Regions from separate parts of the Mus musculus genome. Here region 1 is linked to region 2. The links are chromatin contacts, called in public promoter capture Hi-C maps. All regions are on one chromosome and are shown on one strand. Each heading gives the region's core, a stretch centred on a gene start, on an enhancer-like site or on the middle of the called end of the contact. The rest is flanking DNA. Distances are from core to core; before and after follow the strand shown. Region 1 holds the start of 1700086L19Rik (RIKEN cDNA 1700086L19 gene). Region 2 overlaps Syt16 (synaptotagmin XVI).

Evidence for each region. Promoter capture Hi-C pulls out the DNA fragments that hold promoters and counts their contacts.
Region 1: a contact with region 2 is called in a promoter capture Hi-C map of hippocampal neurons, with 3 times the contacts expected there. The contact joins the promoter of 1700086L19Rik here to the enhancer-like site in region 2. A contact is called at or near these places in 2 of 39 promoter capture datasets (embryonic stem cells and hippocampal neurons), 6 of 484 Hi-C or Micro-C datasets (cerebral cortex, cortical neurons, embryonic stem cells and 3 more) and 3 of 115 datasets of contacts at active chromatin or transcription factors (SST interneurons, forebrain and neural progenitor cells).

The regions. Positions count from the first base shown.
Region 1 is chr12:74,281,724-74,286,450 of GRCm38.p6, reverse strand. It overlaps 1700086L19Rik (RIKEN cDNA 1700086L19 gene), which reads right to left and starts at 2,175. Exons shown (of 4, transcript NR_030735.1): 1 at 1,995-2,175; 2 at 813-936.
Region 2 is chr12:74,210,344-74,215,437 of GRCm38.p6, reverse strand. All of the region lies in intron 3 of Syt16 (synaptotagmin XVI), which reads right to left. Among named protein-coding and RNA genes, the nearest start is that of 1700086L19Rik, 71 kb to the left of the region's middle. Within about 2 kb of position 3,282, at least 4 of the 459 cell types and tissues checked have an H3K27ac peak or open chromatin away from gene starts, as enhancers often do. A contact at or near this core is called in hippocampal neurons, where this site is marked.

The DNA.
Region 1 (4,727 bases), core at 926-3,425, 72 kb before region 2:
AAACACTTACACACACCCCTGGAAGACCGCGGTAAGTCTCATCTGTCTCCACAAATTTGTTCCTCACAATAAAACAGGGTAATTATTGGAAGAAGAGAGGAGGGTGGCTGGTACTAAGAGCTAATGAAGAGTATTTGGTGTTGTATATATCATTATCTTAGCCTCTAATATTAAATGGACGATTTCAAGGTCTCATGACATTCATAAAGCCATATGAAATCAGAGCAAGTGTTTGAATAGGAATCTGAATGGATCCTCTCCAACTGGAAGGTACATCTTTTGGAATTTGTCATTATCATTCGATGGGCTAGTCGCCTCTGGCAGGGTACTGCCCAGAGATGCCTCAGTACACTAAGTTCCAAGGTGCTAGGGAGCTGGACATTTGTTTATGCACCAAATTCAGTCTTACAATTGGGAAGAAAGTAGTTAGTTCTCCATGGTCTCTACCACAAGTCTCCGTGTAAATTAGCATTCCATGAGTCCCCACAACCTCCTATGGCAACTTGAAGGATTCTCTCTTGGTTTCTTTCACCCCAGACCCACACTGCCAGTGTGCTCAGAAAGCTTCCACTTGCCATCTTCCGGGAGCCAGGCTCCCTCACTTGACCCACCCAATTCACAGGGGTCTAAGAGAGGAAAGTCTGCCAGCCTACAAATGTCCTTTTTACAGAAAACCTTTATTGACTTCTCCCCAGCAACCGCCCATACAAACAGCCCCTTCTATTGATCCTGTAAGTTGCCGGGCTGCTACATTAGCGTTTATTTCTCTGGATACATATTTAAACAGTAATTTCTCTTCGGAGGGTGATTACCTGGTAATGCTGACTCAGACCGAAGAGTGTATGTCTAGGACAGCCTCGGAAGATGTGGTGAGAACTCCCCTTGGCACATGGAGCATGTCTCACAGCCTCGGGCTCATGAATGGGGACCTGGGATCTTGAAACAAGGAGACATACTGGCATAAGACACCTCTAAAGAATCAGGGATGCAGGGACATGAATAAGTTATCAGGGCAGGAGAAGGCGGGTGGGGTGGGGATGGGGGGCGGCACTGAGACGTTTGAGGTGGGGCCGATCTGGGACATGGTTTAGAAAGAAAGATAAACCTTCAAACTCAGGATCACTTAAGTTTAAGTAGGAGCGACGTCAACTCCCCCTAAGAGATCTGAAAAGTGCACAATAGTTCATCTTGTCAGTGATTTACTCGAGCGGTTATTTTGGGGAAATGTGATTAAAAAAAAAATCACAGCCAGCTCTTGTATAATTTTAGGCTGCATCACCCTCCAAAATAACAAAGCAATTAACTCAAAACACCATAACTTGTTCTTTCTCTGACATACTGACTCTTTCTGGCAAGGTCTGAAGTAGCTGCTCCACGTTTGAAGATAGTTCTCAGCAAAGGGTTCCGTTTAACCACACCTAGTCTGCATGGCTGTGTGCTCACGGATCTCATCATCTTCTATATTTAGAGAGACGGGCTTTCCAAGGGAAGACGGGCATCCAATAAGGACGATCCCATCTAGAGAGGTGAGTTACTATGGTTACTGCTCAGGAGGCTGAGGACCAGTGAACCACTGCTCCTGGCCAGCTGGACCCTTTCCAGATGAGGACCTAAAACAGAAGCCCGTGTTGACTGAATTTCGTGGAGCCTACTTCGTGTCGTTTTATCCATAACCACGGGCTGCCTTTGGGAGCTGCCTCCAGCTCTCCAGCCTCGGGCAGCCAGGCAAAGCAAAATCAAGGAAGGTGGAAAACTTCTAAGCACTAACAGACAGTAGCGAACAGAGGGGGAGTCTCAATATCCAATCCTGGCATTTAAAAAATCAAATCAAGTTATTCGGGACCAGTGGCTAGTCACTTTTCAGTGGCTGGGGGCAGGGTGGGATCCGAGGCCAAGTCCCTAACCTCCAGCCGTAGGGAACGCGTCTTCTCTGGGCCTCGGGTCAGATGCCTGGCTGGAGGGGTCCTGGCAAACCTTGAGAGGGGTCCACTTACCCGAAGACTGCGTGTGCAAATGTTTCACAGCTCCTGTTTTTTCGCGAAGGTGTCACTCTTCGGACGGGTTCTGACAGCGACAGCGACAGCGGCGGCGGCAGCGACTGCAGCTCGGCGGGGCGGCCGGCTCCTGCAGGTCGGTCCCTCCTTCTCTGAAGCGCCTCTCGCTCCGGCTCAGAACGCGAGGCGGGCGCGCGGCTTTTCTAGGCGCGCATTGGACCAAAGGGAGCAGATGTTATCCGGTTGCTAGGAGCGTTGCTAGGAGGCGATGACGCCCCTCCACCGCCCGAAGCAACTTTCCTGAAGGTCTCGGGCGCCAGAGGGGGCTACTGAGAGCCAGACTGGGAGCTCTACCGGGAAGGAAGGCTGAGAACGAGGGGTCCAGCCACGGGTCACACTGACTTGGTCCAGGAGAGCTGGCGACACGGGAGCGGGAGCGTCGCGGGCCTGAGCGTTAAGAGGAGTCTCGCGTCCCAGAAAACGGTCACTCACTGGAGGCTGGATTGGTGTCCCCATGGAAGTTGAATGGGGACAGAGGTGGAACTGCATTTAAAGGTGTGAGGGATCCTTTGGCTCCGGGACTGTGTCCCACTGTGTTCCTGTTACTACAAGCAGGTTTGAGCAATTGACAGACTTGAAAGAGGGAAATATTAATCCATGAAACTCAATCCTGAGTCTAATTCCTTTGGGCACCCTATATGGCTACCTCCTAAAAACGGGAGGATGGCACCGGGTAGACGAGGGGGAGTGTTTCCATGGGGTGTTCCCATGGTCTAGTGTTCTGCCTCTATACCATTAGACTTCATCTAAATGAGAGAAGAATAAACCCTTCAATTAATATGAAATGTTCTATAAAAAATAATCACACAAATGACATGAAGTTGGAAGAAAGATGTAGGGGTTTCCAGGGATAGTGGTCCCGGGAGTGGGAAATGAATATGGTCGAAACACATTGCATACCTGTATTAAGTTCTCAAAAGGCAAATAAAATCTATCTTTTTAAATGCACCTCAAAAGGGTACTTTCCACAAAGGATACTGGGGAAACTACATATGTTTCAGTCATTGTTGCTTTAATGTAGTTTCCACAAAGGTTTGCAGCTTCTCCAATTTCTTGATAGAGCTTATTTTGATTCAGTTTTTGTTTGTATTCTTGACCATTGCTTCTCATCCTCACCGTGGCTGTTGTGAAATGGTTTTATTTTATTGAGGGGAAAGAAAAAAAAGAAGACTGCAAGAACCTCAAAGTGGGAACATCTGAGAAGCCAATGAGCAAATTCAAGAAAGGAAACCAAAATACCTAGTAAAGAAATTCTGCTTAGCATGCTCCCTTGATGATAAATTTCTCCTAAGAAAGGAGTACAGAATTTCCCTGGCTCCCTAGAGAGTTGGGCCAGGGCCAGGGCCAGGATGGAAATCAGCACCCCTGGGACTCACTTAGAAAGAAATACTGTGTTTAGATCCAAGCCAGGCTGCTGCTGCATAGCACTGGGTTAAGTACTAAGGGGTGGGGGTGGGGGCAGCCATCTTCAAGGCTAGCGGGGTACAGTATGATCCCACAGTTCAGAGGTCTCCAGTACCTACTTCATGCCTTTGTCAAACTTTAATCTCTGGAAGCGTATTTGCCCTGAGGTTTGAGACGATCATGAGGTAATCTGGAGATGTATAAGGAAGTAATAAATAGCCAAGGTAGGCTAAGGAGGTAATAATCACAAAGTTACTGTTATGCGTCTAAGGGGGAACTTTGAGAACAGTTGTGATCCTCCAGACAACCAGCAGTATGTCACATTGCTACTTCACTATGGGCAGCAAGAGACTAAAATGGGGCTGCCATCTCTTTCCTTCTCTAGCCCTTCCCTGGGACTCGCTATACCTTTGACCTTCAGTTCCAGTCGCACTGGACTCTCCTCTACCATGTTTGGAGAAGGTGCCAAGGTCTCCTGAGTTATGTGAATGATATTTCTTGTTTAACGTGCCTGCCTCCCTCTCACCTGGCTTCCTCCCATTCAGCCTGCAAGATGCTGTTTAAATACATTCTCATTGCAGCTTTCGCAATTACAGCCCAACTCACACTCCCCAATCCACCCTAGAGTACTGCTGCCATACTCTAAATGAGTTCCCTCAGGATAATAGGGAGTGCCCGGCACGTAGCATACAGCTCCAGGTACATGCCAGAGAGCACAGAGCCTGTGGTCAGTGGGGATACCTCCAGATCTCTGGTTTCCTCAGCTGGTAGCTGTCAGGGCTCTACCCAGTCTATGAGGGAAGCCAGGAGCTGCCTTCATTTTTCAGCTAGGGGGTGGGAAAACTTAGTGAAGCACTGTTCTTAGGCACCAACTTTGTTTCCTCTTTGAAGACCACTGTCTGGTCTCCATTAGCCACCCAGGAAGTATTCAACCCAGAGTCACTCTGATATTTTACTAACACCCTTAAGCCAGTCATCTGAACTGAGTGTGAGTCCTCTGAGTTGAACTGTCCTCTCTTACTTAAAAATGGACAATAGCAAGGGAGGTGAAGGGCTTACCAGGAAAACATAAGACCTGAGTTCAATCTCCAGAAACCATCTTTAAAAGTTGAGCATGATGGCATATACTCCCAAGGCAATTATATATATATATATATATATATATATATATATATATATATATAGGCAGTATACCCCAATATATATATATATATTGGGGTATACTGCCCATCCCTAGTAATGGGTTATGCCTCAGGAATAGCACATCTG
Region 2 (5,094 bases), core at 2,033-4,532:
TTGGTTTTTTGTTTGCTTATAAGAAGGCAGCTTTGCTGTGTGAAGTACACAACTACAGTGCTTGGGGGGTTTGTTTGGTTTGGTTTGGTTTTTTTGCTGAGTGCCCATGAATCTGGGAGGTACGGGGTACTAAGGACTCAGACAGAAGCCTTACTGACTTGAGCTATTAGAGGACAGAGTTCTAGACAATCAGAGCAGTTGGAAAAAAAAGCAGGTGGAACCCCCAAATGGAGAGAGCCATGGAAAAGGAACCTCAATATCTACATCAGAACCTAGCTTAACCTTTAACTATAACCTGAACTATTTCCGATGGAGGATGATCTACGCAACCTAAAACTGGAGGCCAGATAAGGTGGAAGATGTATAGATGCTGCCCACTTTAAGGGAAACTGAGGTAGGAGTTAAAATCAAGGCAAGGTAGAGGAGTTGACAAATATGTCAGACTTGTCACCAAACTCTAGAGCATCAGTCCTAGAAGTGAGACCAAGGGTCAGAATAAAACAGCCTGTGTAACAAGACACAAAACCAACACTTCAGAAGACAGAGGCGGCAGCTGTGATTTGAACTGGAAAAGAGCAGTGCTGCCCTCAAAGTAGATGAAGGATTCCTGTGACTTCACATTCTACCTGCAGTGCCTAGTGCACAGAAGTGACCAGACTGACAGAGAAACAAATTTGGAAGTGTGACGAAAGGATGGACCATCTAGTGATTGCCATATCCAGAGATCCATCCCATGATCAGCTTCCAAACACTGACACCATTGAATACACTAGCAAGATTTCACTGAAAGGACCCAGATATAGCTGTCTCTTGTGAGACTATGCCAGGGCCTAGCAAACACAGAAGTGGATGATCACAGTCAGCTATTGAATGGACCACAGGGCCCCCAATGGAGGAACTAGAGAAATTACCCAAGGAACTAAAGGGAACTGCAACCCTATAGGTGAAACAACAATATGAACTAAGCAGTACCCCGGAGCTCTTGTCTCTAGCTGCATATGTATCAAAAGATAGCCTAGTCGGCCATCACTGCAAAGAGAGGCCCATTGGACTTGCAAACTTTATATGCCCCAGTACAGGGGAACGCCAGGGCCAAAAAGGGGGAGTGGGGGGGTAGGGGAGTGGGGGGGGTGGGTATGGGGGACTTTTGATATAGCATTGGAAATGTAAATGAGCTAAATACCTAATAAAAATGGGAAAAAATAAATTTTAGAGCATAAAAAAAAAAGAAACAAGAAACCTATGCATGTGAAGGGTGGTAATCAGTCAGTGGAACTAATCTCAGGCTAACTCAGAAGTGGATGTCAGAGACAGAATCAGTCCAAGGAGAAAATGATCATAAAGAATGCCAGGCAACAACAAAAAAATCTAAATGCTCTAACATTAAAAACTAAAGGGGAAACTTAAGGGTTCTTTGAAAAGTCCATTGGAAGGCATTTTGCTGAGACAAACACTCAAAGGAGTGGTTTCCTGAAGTAGACACAGGTGAGAGGCCGAGGCAGAATTGTGAAGGAACGTTTCACTAAAGCAGACACAGAAGCAAGGATGTTCTGCTAAAGCAAGCACATGAAAGAACATGTGATGAAGAATTTTTTGCTAACAATACGCATGTATTGGTCCACTTACATTTTGTAGTTGAGCTGCATTTGTCTGGGCTCCATAGAGAGAAATGCACCAAAAAAAAAAAAAAAAAAAAGTTCTGGTGTTGTACTGCAGCTTCTTGCCACTTCCGTGGACTTGGCCTGATTGGCAGAGTGAGGCAAGATACGTGGAGGACATGTGATGCTTGGAGGGAGTGTAAAAAGGACTTGACAGACAGGGATGGAGGCTGAGCCTGGCTTGCTTATAGAGCTAGCTGTGCAATTCTTGTGGGTCCCATGTCTTCGCTGATCTTCACTTTGCTGAGAGAGAACAGGGTCCCTCCCACTGACTTGTGCTAATTCAACTGAGACCTGGCTGTCTCTGGTAGGTCATGCTACTGCTGCTGCTATCCTGACACTACTAAATTAGAATATGGGTCTATCTGTAAAGTGTTTACGAGTGGATCGAGCTGCCACTACTGACCGGTGAACTAAACTACTGATTTTCTGATAACACAGATTGGATTTGCTCCAAAGAACCATTTCTAAACAGGTCCACTTCTCCCATATCCTTTTATTCCTACTACCTCCTGTGGGTGGTGGGCTAGAAGGGAAGTTAAAGCGTTATCAATAGAACCATCAATAAAATAGACATTTAAAAAATTAAGGTTACAGAAAACCATCTCTGAGGTTGTTTTGAAATGTCATTGAATCAGTTTTTCAACCAATCAAAAGTGATAAGGATGTAAGAACCAAACTCAGAATTAATCAGTCTGCAGGTCACAAAGGTCTGTAGAAAATAAACAAGTTCCCAGTACACCAAAGAGGCCAACAGGTGTTTATCTCGGGTCAAAATAAATAATAAGTAAATAAGTGGCCAAAGTATGAAAGAAAAGTATTTGAAAATGATAGTCTAGGGTCTCTCAACTTTACTGGGAAAGAAATAAACTTATGGATAATAGATATCAATAGTCTCCTCAGAAAATCAGCACGAGAGTCAACTAAATAAAGGGCAATGAAGGCAGGTGATTGGGAATTACCAGATTAAAAAAAAAAAAAAAGAAATCAGCAGATTACAGTACAAATGTTAAGTATGGCAAAGAGAGAAGCAACTCTTACAAGTTTTCATCTGACCACTGCATGCATTCTGTGGCATATATTCACACACACACACACACACACACACACACACACACACACACACACACACACTACAAAAAAGGAAGAATTGAATTTCAAAGCTGATAGAAGGAATGCAAAACAATAGAAATGGTACCGATATGGGCAAATAGGAGAGAAGATAATTTTCAGTTTTAGTTTTTCTAAACACTAACTGACTAAAGAGCAGGTATGATATTGCACGGTAGGGTTAATCAAGGATGAAAACCAAATCCTGAGGCAACACCTCAAAGGAAAAAGGAAGGATGAAGGCTGTGCTGTGGCACATGCTTCACAGCACTATCATTAATGATAGCAAGCAAAGCACACAGGCTATGAAGTGGCACAAGTGTGACTCACAAGAGACCATGCAAACATGAGCACATGTGCTCTCTAGAGCAACCACCCACGGAGTAAAATAAACAAAAAATGGCTAAAAATTTTAATCAAGGGGCTAAAATAGAACGCTAAGAAGACAGGTGATGGGTGCAACCACTAAGCAAGGAGAGAAACTGGAGACAGGAAAATGCAACAGAAAGAAAGCAGGGAAACTAGATAATGGAGCCAGTTGATGTCCATGCACTCAGTGGAAATGACTATGTACTCCAGGTGTCCCTACAGCTTGCCAAGGTAAACAAGGGAGTGAGATTAACTACCCAGTGGTTACTGGAAACATATCTTAAAGGCAAATATGGATAGGTTGTATATAAATAACTAAAATATATATTTGCAAGCTATAAGCAGAAGAAATTTAGTGCTGTGGCATTCACATCAGATAGAATCCTTCAAGGCAAGGAGTATTATGTTAGATTTAAGTGCTTTTTACATTACAATGATGAAGTGGTCGATTTATCAGGAAGATGGGAAATAAAGATGTGGGCACATCTATTAACAGGGCTTCAAACTCAGTGAGGAACACAGAAATAAACTGAAAAGAAAAAAAAAAATCAGAAAAGTTAGAGGGCTGGCAACATGGCTCAGCAGATAACAGGATTCTGCCACCAAGCCAAATGACCTGAGTTCAAGCCCCAGACTCAATGTTATAGAAGAAGAGAACCAACCCCTTCTGCAAGATGTTCTCTGGCTTCCAAACGTGCCATGTGGCACATGCACTCAACCACAACAATAAATAGAGACAAATAATAAATGTCATTTTTTAAGTTAGAGATTTTAACACCTACTTCTCTCAGCTTAGAGAGCAACTTACAGTCAGGAACTGTCTAGCTTTGTGTTGTGATGACACATATAGTTGACAGTGTTGGCATGCATTTGAAAAGCTCATCCTGCAGTTGTTTGATGGAGGGCTAGAGGATATCGGTCTCTGCACAACTCTTGCAGAAGCAGAGAAAGAAGACACTTCTCCAGCCATTGAATAAGGTCAACATTTCCTAATACAAGCACTGGAGCACGTTTGTATTCCAGTTCGTGCATGCATACATGTGTGCATATATGTATGGGGCTGGGAGTATATGAGGAAGCCAGAGAACAAGCCTCGCTAGCTTCCCTTCCGTTTTTATTATTATTATTTTGAGACAAGTTCTCTCATCAGCCTAGATCTAATCAAGCAGGTGAAGCTGGCTATACAGGGAACCCAGGAAATTCAGCGAATCCTGTCTCTCATGTATGCCATTATAACTGACTTTGTTAATGTAGGTTCAACAAATCAAACTCATGTCCCCACATTTGCAAAGGCCACATTTAACTGAGAGATGTCTTCACAGGCCATAGACATCTCTTGACAATAATATCACAGGTACAGAAAATTATGTGTCAATATAGGGCAGGGGAAGGGCATAGGGAACTTTCAGGATAGCATTTGAAATGTATATAAAGAAAATATCTAATAAAAAATATTCCATATGATCATGACAGCAAAATATCCCTAGCAAAATATAAAACGCCATCCAGTAACACCCTTAGGTAATCATGGGTTATGCTCACATGAAGTGTATCGTACAAACAAATGCAAGCTTTAAGATACTAAAATCAACCAATGTAATTCAGCAAATTAACACAAGGAAAGAGAAGGAATGAAATAACCATGGCAACACAAGCAGAAAAAAATGCTAACAGATTGATACTGACTTCTGATCAAATCAAACAGCAAAAAATGAGCACGTTAGGGTACACTCCCTAATACAACAGGGGAGCAAGAATCTACTAGAACATTGCAGCTCATATCAACTAAGGAAACTAATTGGTGAAATTAGCAGAGAAGTCTATAAAAGTCAGCTATTCTCTAGTAACAAATTAAAATGAAAAATGTAAAACTGTTTAGAACATCACCCAAATGTACCCAATTCTTCGAAATAAATTTAACAACAGGCATTCGGCACTCTCACATTGAGTAATAAAA